Regions from separate parts of the Mus musculus genome. Here regions 1 and 3 are each linked to region 2. Evidence: chromatin contacts called from public Hi-C and promoter capture Hi-C data. All regions are on one chromosome and are shown on one strand. Each heading gives the region's core, a stretch centred on a gene start, on an enhancer-like site or on the middle of the called end of the contact. The rest is flanking DNA. Distances are from core to core; before and after follow the strand shown.

What was found. Promoter capture Hi-C pulls out the DNA fragments that hold promoters and counts their contacts. A called contact is a pair of places that touch in the nucleus more often than the background predicts.
Region 1: a contact with region 2 is called in a promoter capture Hi-C map of hippocampal neurons, with 4 times the contacts expected there. The contact joins the enhancer-like site here to the promoter of Iqsec1 in region 2. A contact is called at or near these places in 9 of 39 promoter capture datasets (cranial neural crest, embryonic stem cells, frontonasal cranial neural crest and 5 more), 26 of 484 Hi-C or Micro-C datasets (the AML12 cell line, adipose-derived mesenchymal stem cells, brain and 19 more) and 6 of 115 datasets of contacts at active chromatin or transcription factors (astrocytes, embryonic basal ganglia, embryonic hindbrain and 3 more).
Region 3: a contact with region 2 is called in a Hi-C map of cortical neurons, with 6 times the contacts expected there. The contact joins the enhancer-like site here to the promoter of Iqsec1 in region 2. A contact is called at or near these places in 9 of 39 promoter capture datasets (the 3T3-L1 cell line, cranial neural crest, frontonasal cranial neural crest and 5 more), 4 of 15 datasets of contacts at CTCF or cohesin (the NIH/3T3 cell line, embryonic stem cells, large pre-B cells and 1 more), 107 of 484 Hi-C or Micro-C datasets (3T3-L1-derived adipocytes, the AML12 cell line, B cells and 63 more), 14 of 115 datasets of contacts at active chromatin or transcription factors (astrocytes, bone marrow-derived dendritic cells, cardiomyocytes and 10 more) and 1 of 9 other capture datasets (embryonic stem cells).

Annotation. Positions count from the first base shown.
Region 1 is chr6:91,257,863-91,261,314 of GRCm38.p6, reverse strand. It overlaps Fbln2 (fibulin 2), which reads right to left. Exons shown (of 18, transcript NM_007992.2): 9 at 1,545-1,685. Among named protein-coding and RNA genes, the nearest start is that of Fbln2, 47 kb to the right of the region's middle. Within about 2 kb of position 1,359, at least 103 of the 459 cell types and tissues checked have an H3K27ac peak or open chromatin away from gene starts, as enhancers often do. A contact at or near this core is called in adipose-derived mesenchymal stem cells, cerebral cortex, embryonic fibroblasts and 1 more, where this site is marked.
Region 2 is chr6:90,808,420-90,812,084 of GRCm38.p6, reverse strand. Iqsec1 (IQ motif and Sec7 domain 1) reads left to right here and starts at 1,962. Exons shown (of 14, transcript NM_001134384.1): 1 at 1,962-2,317. The coding sequence starts at 2,295.
Region 3 is chr6:91,283,849-91,287,182 of GRCm38.p6, reverse strand. No RefSeq gene overlaps it. Among named protein-coding and RNA genes, the nearest start is that of Fbln2, 73 kb to the right of the region's middle. Within about 2 kb of position 2,017, at least 64 of the 459 cell types and tissues checked have an H3K27ac peak or open chromatin away from gene starts, as enhancers often do. A contact at or near this core is called in the N1E-115 cell line, brain, cerebellar granule neurons and 16 more, where this site is marked.

The DNA of each region.
Region 1 (3,452 bases), core at 110-2,609, 450 kb before region 2:
GTTATGGACTTCAGTGAAGCCACACTCATCCCAGCATGGTCCTGCTCCTCCCCTATCTGAGTTCCTGCACCTGAGCAGAGCAACTGCAGAACCCCCGAGCCCCCAAGTGATGTTGGCTTGAAGTGGGAGGAGAGTGACTGATAGCTTGTGCAGAATAAAGAGGGAAGCAATGCAGAGCTGGTTCATAAATCTTGCTGAATGGAATGTATCTTGGCTTTCTCATCCGTGGGCTCATCTTTCAGCCGCTAAGAACCCTGCAGCAGAGGTCATAGCTGCCAAGCCAGGGAGTGGCAAATGGGGGGACATCCTGAGAGGGGACCCACATGCCTCCCAGCGCACACACACACACACACAAACCCAGTCCACCCAGGAGGAACTGCCATCACTGGCAAGCACATCAGGAGGGCCATGTTGTACCGTGGGTGCAGCGAGGCAAACATGTCAGCCAGCACTGCTGCCCAGCGGTGCAGGGGAGGAAGAGGACATGTCCAGGCTGGACATGGTCCCCAAGCACAGGCAAGACAGACAGGACTCTGGCCGCAAGCCCTGAGCACTGTGTGCCCTGGTCCCACCTCCACACCTCTGTCCCAACTGTCTTCAAAACTGTCCTGTTTTGTGGCTTTTCCCATCGCCAATTCCCACCCATCCTTGGGAATAGGTGGAGCTATTCCTCTTTCCTCTGGGTGCCAGTTGGCAAGAGTGAAGTCTCCCTTTGCCTGTTTCCCCATCATTGCATCAGCCAGTCTGCCTGACTTCTCCTCTACTCAGTGTTATCTCTGAGATGCAGGAAGCCAGGGCTTACATTTTTTCCTCAGTGAGAATACCAGGTAACTCAGACACAAGACAGTATGGAGTCCTTCCTTGTCCACAGAACTCCAGAATCCCAGCCCCGGCCTATTCAGGCATAGATAGACAAGAGGCCCAGCCACGTGCAGGTTTACACAGGGCTCACATCTTCCTTGTCCATTGAAGGAAGGCTCAGAGGGGAAAGTAACATTTGTTCAGGGTCACACAGCAAATGGATGTTGAACTGGGCCAGCTGGACCAGGACAATCTACTTGCCTCTCGGGAGATCCCAGATAAATCTACAAGCAAGCTAAGTGGCCGAGGTAACAGGATGTGTGACCCAGACTATGTGCACACGGCACATGCACCCGAATCCTCGTCGCTGTCAGTAGCTTCCAATAACTGAGAAAAGACAAGAGCCAGAGCCACTGGGGTCCTGCCTCCCACCCAGGCCTCCCTGCTTCCACACTGCTACATGGCCCTGCTGTCCACATCTGGCCTTCCTGTCTCTGGCCCATCCCTGAGACATCCCATTAGCTTTCTGAGTCACGGGCATATCTGGGAACACAGCCATGGAGAACAAGCGGGACAAGACACCAGGACACGAGGGTATGACACAGAGCTCGGCAGGCTGCTGTGTGGGAGCTCACATGCAAAGGGTAGTAGGCCCTTTAGCATGTGGCACTATGTGGTGGGTTGGCGTGGAGCAGAGCAGACAGCCGTGACGTGGGCGGCGGCAGGCAGGGGCTCTAGCTTACCCACACACTTCCTATGTGCGTTGAGGATATAGCCCTCTGCACACAGCACTGTGTGGTTGACACAGTAGAAGGATCCCAGGGTGTTCACACAGAACTGTTTCCAGCTACAATCGTGAGTGCCCATCAAACACTCGTCTTGGTCTAATGACAGCCACGGAAGGAAAAACAGAAGGCTGTTAGAGAGGCGTGTCTGCCAGGGGCATCCGGGGAGAGAGAGATAAAGAACCTGTGTGCGCCTGTCAGGGGGCAGCTGAACCTTAGACCCAAGTTGAGTTTGTAAAACTCAAAGATGTTAGAGCTGCCCCTACTGCCCAGTAAGGGCAGATGGAGAGAGACTCAGAGAGGATAAGCAGCCAGCCCAGAGTAAACCCCAGGCAGCAAACTTTCCCCAACCCATGCTTGGTAATAATGCCCAAGTCTACAGCAACCAAAGAGATAACAACAGTAGGGTCTGAAATTTCAAGGGCTCTGGGGTTCCAGGCCAGTATCATTCACAGAAGGGGATGGGGAGGAGGGCTCCAGAGGCTGCCAGGCTAAGGCTATACAGAAGGGCCTCCATGAAAAGAAGCTTTATGAAGTTTCTCCAGAAACTCAAATCTGGAGATATTTTTAAAATCCTCAGGCTGTCCCAGCAGAGAATCCCTGTGATTATTCCTGAGAACAAAAGGAGACAGGCCTCCTCCTGTGTGGGAGCTGTACATGCCCTCACAGGTGTGTCTTTGCAGCCTCTGCCCTGTTCCCCTCCACTCTTCCTGCTGCAGTGCGCCAGTGTCTGGCAGAGGCAGTAGACTGGGCCTCGGGCAGCAGGTCCCTGAGAGGGGTCAGAGCTGAGAGCCCTGGGGAGAATCAGAGCTCAAAGAACACATTATCCCCTGGGTCTGTTGTCTCCATCATCAGAGAGAAAGGCCAATCAGTTGTCACCAGGCTCTGTGCTTTAGCACCTTCTCTGGACTCACTGGAGGGTGTCAGTTACATACAGAGCCTCTAGAGTATGTGGGATGTGAGCTTCAGAGAAGAACGTGGGCATCCTTTTGGACAAGCCTGATCATTCTATGCAGATATTCAGACCATGCCTTCTGAGCCTGAGCCCATACATATCCTAGACTTGGCTCTCTATCCTGCTTCTGCTAAGACAGGAGGGGTAAGATCCTAGGACCCTCAAACTAGTTCAAACAAAACTCACTGAGGAAGCCAACCAATAGGCGTCAGAACCACTGTTCCCGTTGTATACTGTGTACTGAGAGGTCCTATCTACATGACATTGGTGGCGGTGAGCTTCCTCTGCCAGTCACAATGACATGAAGAGTGATGTTCTTCACTGTGACTGGCAGAGGAAGCTCACCGCCACCAATGTCAATTCCCTCTCCATGACTGCAGGCATGTGGGGGAGGAGGTCACTTCTGGATGCTGCCACCAACACAGTGACACATCCAACACAGTGACACATCGCTCCCTTCTCTCTTTCTCCACCTTGGGCTGGAGCATGGATGAACTCAGAGATCACAAAGTAAGCTTAGCCTTGTAGACCACACCAGCCCTCAGGGAGCAGTGAGTTGAGAATGGTCCATATCTGGCATGAGTCCTGATTAGAACACAAGTTCAAAGCTTATCCAGACCCCTAGTGAGGTTGTCTGGAGGGTCAGCAGAATTCCCAGGAATCTGTGTCCAATGGGCCTTCAGGTGATGCGGTACACATTCAATTCTGAGAGGCATTTGGTCCTTAGACAGCAGCAGAGCAGCCAGATAGGAGCCGCATGGAGGGCCAATACCAAGGACTCAGTGACACCAGAGAGAACCGCCTACACTGTCCTGCTGGGCTTCTCTGTCACAACAGCTGAACCTCACGATCAGGGTGCATTTGAAGTCCTGATCTCCCCTTCCCTAAGCTCTCACCATGGGCCAACCAGA
Region 2 (3,665 bases), core at 713-3,212:
TGGGGACATGGGTCCAGAAACTGGCTATGAAATGCTCTATGTCAGCCTCAGCCTGAACATGTAGATTGTTGGGTGGTCCTGTCTTACAATTCTACCCAGGGGCAGGCAGTCATGCAAGGCTGACTACCACTCACTCACACCTCAGGCATCTGGTCACAGTTGAAGTGGACAGGTGCAGTCTGCCACACCATTTCTGTGACTCTGAAACCTTGTGTGTTCACATCTTCAAAGTTGAACCAAGCAGTCTGACTCTCACTTGGTGATAGCATGCTCCTGTACTTTCTGTTGCTTCCTGAAACTCAGGAACTTCTGGGGTCTCAAGTTAAGAGACCAGCTGGAATGTCAACATTATGGAGTTTCCTTTATCTGACTGGTGCCAGGCAAAGAACATCAGGTGTGAGAACAACTGTGTGCTGCACTCAATGCTTTGTCAAAGCCTGAAAGCTTTGGCAGCTGTTTTTGAGTGTGGAGGTCTTTATCACTCACTCTTCTTTAAAATACAGCAGGATCAAGATGTGTGTGCCTCTCTGGAAGAGCAGCCAGAAAAGAGACAGGCATACAATGGATGTCATGGGTCCAAAAGGAGGACAAGAAGCAGCCCAGGATGGGGCCTTTAGAGCAGAGTGCACACAGGGTGGACAGTTCTCAATCACAGCTTCAGTTTACTCGTCTGTGATATGAGAGTGGGAAAAGCAGCTCCTCTTTAAGAAGTTTGAAAGCACAAGCACACAGGTGGGGGTGTTAGTACCCACACCCCCCCAGGGTGCCTTTATGAGCAGCTGTGGTTAATGACACACATTTCTGGAAGGACCTCTTCTGATGCTGTGGTGGTATCCTGATCTTGATAAAATACAGAGCAACTCAATCAAGGAGAGAGAGTGGACCAGTTTACCATGTGCTAAGCCTACATAAATCTGAATTATTCCTATGACAGCATTCTTCTGGGGAGGGGGGCTCTCATGGAAAGACTGGCCATTCCTAGAGCCCCCTGTATTTTGGCTACCCAGCTGCTTCAGCAGTTTCTACGCTGCATACAAGGACACTTCGCCAGATGAATGAGTTCCTCCTCATCTGGCCTCTGTCCCTCTTTGCTGTGTAACCTTCCATAAGTTTTTCATTGCCTCTGAGATCCATTTTCTCTGTAATAAAAGAACAGAACTCAAGAGTGAAGCCTCCCTCTTCCCCCAACTTCAGTGGGTCTGAGAAGCTAAAAGAATGGAACAAAGAAAATAGCCTGGCAACTGCCACCCTCATCCAGAGGGTTCACACTCTCACTACCTTCCCTGGAGGCAGCTTTGCAAGTGAAGACTCAGGCCAAAGTGCTGGCTGGGCCACCCTGTGTCTGTTAGTCCTAAATGAATGAGGACCCCCTCCACCTACCCCACCCCCCCACCCTCGTGCCTCCTCAGGATTTGATGTGTGCATAACAAGCTATGTCAGTTACTGTATGTGGTCAGCCCTCCTGAACCAGTTACACAACTGTCATGATCCCATTTTACAGTATCACATCTGAAATTCCCAGGAGACACTCTGCTTGCTGAAGTCTCATGGCCCCTAACTCCAGGACACAAGATCTCCTGAGTTCTTAGTTTAGTGGCTCCTATGTTTCCATGCCAGGGACGGGAAAGCTGCCCTGGAAAGCAATGCCATCATTACATTCTTCGGGCTGCGAGTGCATTTTAGCAACAGATTTCCAGGTTTCCAGTGAGGGCCAGAAGGAGCCACCTCATTGGTCTCAGCGCCAGGGCTCTTGGTTTTGCAGCCGCACCCACAGGGCGGCCCTGTTTGATGCTGCAGTTGCCATGGCAACGAGCACTTTGGCGATTGGTCCAGCGAGGCCGCACTACGTTGCTCCTGGAAGGAGGGGGCGCTCCTGCACTCCTGTCCCTCCTCCGGATGCTGCGAGAGCAAACCGGCACAGACACCCCCCTCCTCCAGCCCTCCCCTCCTCATCCCAGCGCACTGCCACCCCGGATGTGCGGGAGGGAAAATTCCCAAGGAAGTCCCAGGTAGCAGCGAGGCAGACGCCCCCGCCCAACCTGGCGACCATGGTGACTCGACGTCTTCCCAGGCTTCTGGGCACAGTGTAAACCCTGCGTAGGAGGACCTGTTTGGAGCCCCCTGCCACATTACATCCAGCATATCTAGATGAACCTGCCAGTCCTGGGAAAGTGACTGCCCTTGGCTTTCATTTTCTTCCTTTCCACCTCGCTTGAGCATCCTGTTCCTCCTCTGAACCACCTTGAGCCTCCTCAGCCCAGGCAGGAGAGAGAAGGAAATCAGACTTGGGCAGGATGGCTTGCCGAAGACGCTATTTGTGAGTATGCAAGACAAGTTTATCCTAAAGCCTGAGGCAGAAAGGACCACTACTCATGTTGAAGTGAGGGGCTTGGTGGAGGTGGGGTGGCTGCTCTGCAGGTGGCGTCCAGGGGGAGCAAGCTTTCGTCCAATGTTTGTACCCCTGCGGCAAAGGCAGTGTTGTTGATGATGAGGGGGAAAAGAATCTTAGTCAGCAAGTCTTCCTTGAGCTGTGAAAGTCCCCTACTGAAGCAGGCACCCTCCTCCTAATCCACATCCACAAATGAGGGTCCCAGACTCATGGCCGTGGTCTAGGCTTTTGTCAGTGCCCTTGACAGACCTATTTAGGGAAAGCTTTGATACTCAGCAAGCCCATGGCTTGCACCCAAGCCAGGTGGAAGGCCAGCAGCAGGCTGAGATAGTGGCAGGAGATGGCCTTCTCCATAGACAGGTGAAGGTGGCAGCAGTGTCCAGCTGTCAAGCACAGGTGTAATGTGCCGGTACTGAGCACCCGTCTGCTGGGCCTGATGCCAGCAGCGGAGGTGGTGAAAGTCGGGCTTAGGGTGGTGACATCACGGGACTGGGTATTTATGGAAGCAAAGCTGTGCTTAGTGAAGCCAGGCTTCCCAGGGGGCAGTGGGATTCAAATGCCAGCTTCCTTCTAGGCTCTCTGGGGGCTCTGCTGGTGCTGTTCTGGGAAGAGAAACCTTTGCCCTATGTGGGCACTCTAGGCCCTGGGGACTGAATGAGACTTGGGTCTGGTCTCAGTCTGCCCTAGTACTACCTGCTCAGTGCTTGGAAGCTGATAGAGACAGTTTGGTAATCTTGGACCTTTCAAGGTTTAAAAGCAAGGCATGACGTTCTTGAATTGGGATCAGCCACCAGGACTAGGAGAGGAGGCTTGCAACAGTTTTTAGGAGGTCATCTGGGAAATTCAAACTCTCTTCAGACTGGCTTTGAACTCCAAGAGGCCCCCAAGCCCCATCAAGGGCCCTCTGAGCCCTCCTTAGGCCTTGCCTCCTCCCCTCCTGAGAGGGGCGGATCCCATGCTAATGAGCCTGAAGGAAAGTAAACCTTGCCTGTAGCTGCATAATCAGGCTGGGCCCCTGCAGGAGGCTCTGGAAAAGCTTGTGAGTTCTTTGGTGTTTGAGGGGACCACACAGGGTCCTTGCTCTCCGTGGCAAGACCAGAAATAGTAGCGCTCTTCCTAGCATGGAACTTCATCTCACCTTCTCACCTTCGGGGAAGGTACTTTCCTGGCAGCAGCCTCCTTCCTCCTGCCACTCCTTCAATGGCACAGGAGCCTTTAGTGTCAAAAAAAAAAACTGACAACTTGCAGAGGCCACTGCAAGTTGCTGTGGAGGGAA
Region 3 (3,334 bases), core at 768-3,267, 480 kb before region 2:
TAGCGTACTGGGTACCTGGAAGGCATTGCTCATTGAGTCATTTATCTTGCCCCCAAATCCCACATTATGGGTCCATTCTCATTCCTCCTTTTCACTCGGGGAAGCAGACTCAGGGTGGGTGAGTTTTCCACAGCCTTACAGCAAATCTACTAAAGCACTCAGTAATCCGTTCCCGAAGATGAAAATCTGATTGCTCCCATTTCCCAAGAGGAGGCACCGAGGTTCGGAGAGCTGTACCTCGGGTTTGGGGGAGTACAGACCCAAGCGTGAGCACAGAGGAACTGGAAGGGAGCCCTGAGGAGTTCAGCCTGCCTTCTGGAAGAGCCCCCTACTGGGCGTGCCACCTGTCCCTCCTCACAGCTGCGTTCTGCTGCCCTCGTGTGGTCAGAAAGGTTGACGGGGCTTCGAGCCTCTAAAAATTTGCGCGAACAGAACAGACGTGGTCAGAAGGCAAGAGTGTATGGGTAAAGAGAGAGAGCACAGCCCCGCCCTGGAGTCCTTCTCAGTTTCCACTGACTCCCTGTAGGCAAGCCACTTCCTACTCTTTGTCCTAGCAGATCTGTCTAGGACAGTCTTCCCTGACTTTATCTCTTTCCAACAGCGTCCCCCAGCCCTACCCATTAGCCATGATGTGGATGTATTGATTGTCCCTGTGCAGAAGTGAACCTGGCCTAGGTACTTCGCGGTAGAGGCTTGGAATGGGCCCTCTTCATCACCCTACATGCCTCTAGTCAGCGAACTTGAGCTGATTCGGCTGCAGGCCCTCTAATGTGTCAGGCAACAAGCCCCGCACTATAAGCATTCGCCCGCTGCGGGATGCTGTCCACTACAGTCTGCACACCAGTGGGCAGCCTCCGAGGGGCGTAGACTGTATGACGCGGGAGGACAACCGAGAGCACAACGACCAAGGGCGACGGTCTCTGCTGGGAGGAAGAGGGTGGTCTGGCACTGAATTTGCCTCCCAAATCAACCTGGGGGAGCCTCTCATTGTTCTTGTCTCGCCAGGAGGAGAAAAGTTTAGTCTAAATGCCGTCTGGTCCTCACGAGCACCTGCCAGGACACAGTGCTCAGCGACTTGCTTCTCTGTGTCTCCACTGCTGAGGCCCCGCATCGCCCAACCTACTAGTCAACCGTGCTGTGATGGGCAGGAACATGTGTACATCTGGGAGTGATCCAGGTTTCCTGTCGCAACCCGGTGAACCCGCTACTCGCAGCAATCTCATCTCACAAGGCAGGAAAATCAGACACCAAGAAGTCTAGGAACTTGCCTATGTCTCACAGATGGGAAAAGGCAGAACGGAGATCTGAATTCTGCGGGACAGGACAGGGCCGTGGGCTGCAGTGTCTAAGCCCTGCTCTCTACTGAAACCCTTAGCGCACCAGCCCTGCGATCTGGAGCAGAGACCTGCAATCAGCAGGGCTCAGAGTGTGTGATCTCCGGGTAGAAAGTTCTAGGACCTGCGCCTCGGCTTTCCGCGGACCAGCGCCTAGCGCCCCTGCGCCTGGATAGCTTTCTGCCAGAGCCACCGCTCGGACACACGCACTGACGATCCGCGACGCTCGCAGCGCCTCCTGGTGGCGTCCAACATCCTCAGCGGCGGTGGCTTTGGCGCACGCCCTAGCTGCACTGGCCAAAGGCGGCTGGCCACGCTAGGGACTGGCACTCAGCAGCTGAGCTTCGCCACCTGCCGCTGGAGTCCGGGCTCTTCCTGAGAGTCCCGGCATGCCTGCCCCATGGCTCCAAGCCAGGCTGAAAGTCAGAGCCCGGAGTCAACGGCCCGACTTCACCGCGGCCTCCCCGTGAGCAGCTGTCCCGCTCTGGATATGTGGGCCCTGAAGAGGGACCCGGGAGTGTCCACCTGTGGCCACGCTGACTACGCTGCGCACCCGCCAGGCCCACATCCTGCCCCGGTGGGCGCGAGCAGGCAACGGCGCCCACCCTGCTTATCACTGCAGAACGGAGAGCGGGAAATGCCAGGGCCCGGGGCACGGAAAAGGGCGGAGAGCTGGTCCCTAAAGCCACGTGGGTTGGGAATATGCCTCTGGGTCAAGTGCCCAGGGACTTGATCTTCCGGCTACACTGCCCTGTCCTCGAGAGCTTTTCAAACTGGTGACGCAAACATCAATTTGGGGAGGGAAGGGGAGGGGTGTACAGCCAAAATAATGCCCCCCTCCCTGTGCGGCCCCGCCTTAGTCACTGGTCTCTTCACAGCTAGATCTCAGGCTACGGGGGATGGGGAAGCCGGGGGAGGGGGAAGCCGAAGGCAGGCCCAAGTCTAACAAAGGACTGGATGCTCCCTAAGCCCGAGCCAAGACTGTTTCCATGGTAACCCTCTTCAAGGATAAAGGAAAGGCTTGGTTCCCCCAACACGATGCTACTAGCTGTGAGAAGGGGAGCTGAGCCTTAGAACACAGGTAGGGAGACTGAGTTTGGGGAAAGGATAGGGACATGTTGCAAGTTCCCCTACTATCCAAGACACCCAGGTTTCCCACTGAAAGTCCATCATGTTTCCTAGAGCACCTGTTTCCTGAAGCCCCCGCTATTTCACACTGAGGACAGGAACACTATCTGTAAGTGACCAAGCTCTGAGGAAGCTACACTTCTCTAGGGAGAGGAAGAGCACGGTGGTGAGGAGGGTCATCATGGAAGACCTGGTGGCCAGCAAGGGCATGCCTGAGAAAACACATGGGGTAGTGGGGCCTTCTGGAAAAGAGGAAAGGAAAGAGGCCTTCTGAACATCAGGAAGCAATGTCTGGGGCAAAGGGAGTGGTCCCAGGCCAGGCAGCAACTTTAGCCTACCGAGCATCTGGGAGATGTGGCGGCTCCAGGGAACCCTAGGTGGGCAGGGGTAGGTTAGCCCAAGCAGTCAGGCACTGCAGAAAAGGGCTGTATCCACAGAAGCAAGTCTCCTGCAGAGGCACGCTGGGGCATTGGAGGCTAGCAGCAAGAGAGACATGGGGCAGGGATCAGGCCGGAGCAGCTAGGTCTGCACACGAGGATGGTCTGAAATAGAGAAGCTTACGGAGGGATGGGGTCAAGTTCGGGAATGTCCTCAGAGTTCATTCTGCAGAACTCACCAGGGGTGTGAATGTTGGGGAACAGAGGGGGGGAGATCTAGAATGTTCTGGGGTCCAATAGATAGAATATGGGAGTGTGAAAGAGGAGTCATATTTCTAGCCCAAAGCAATGGAGTTGCCAAGGGGCTATCTCTCCTCCCTCCTGTTCCAGCTTGGACTACCCTATGCACACCTTTCTCATTCACCCCTCTCATGGTCACCCAACCCACTGCTGCATTTTTGCTCTGCCCATAGACTGAACATTTTGACAAACACA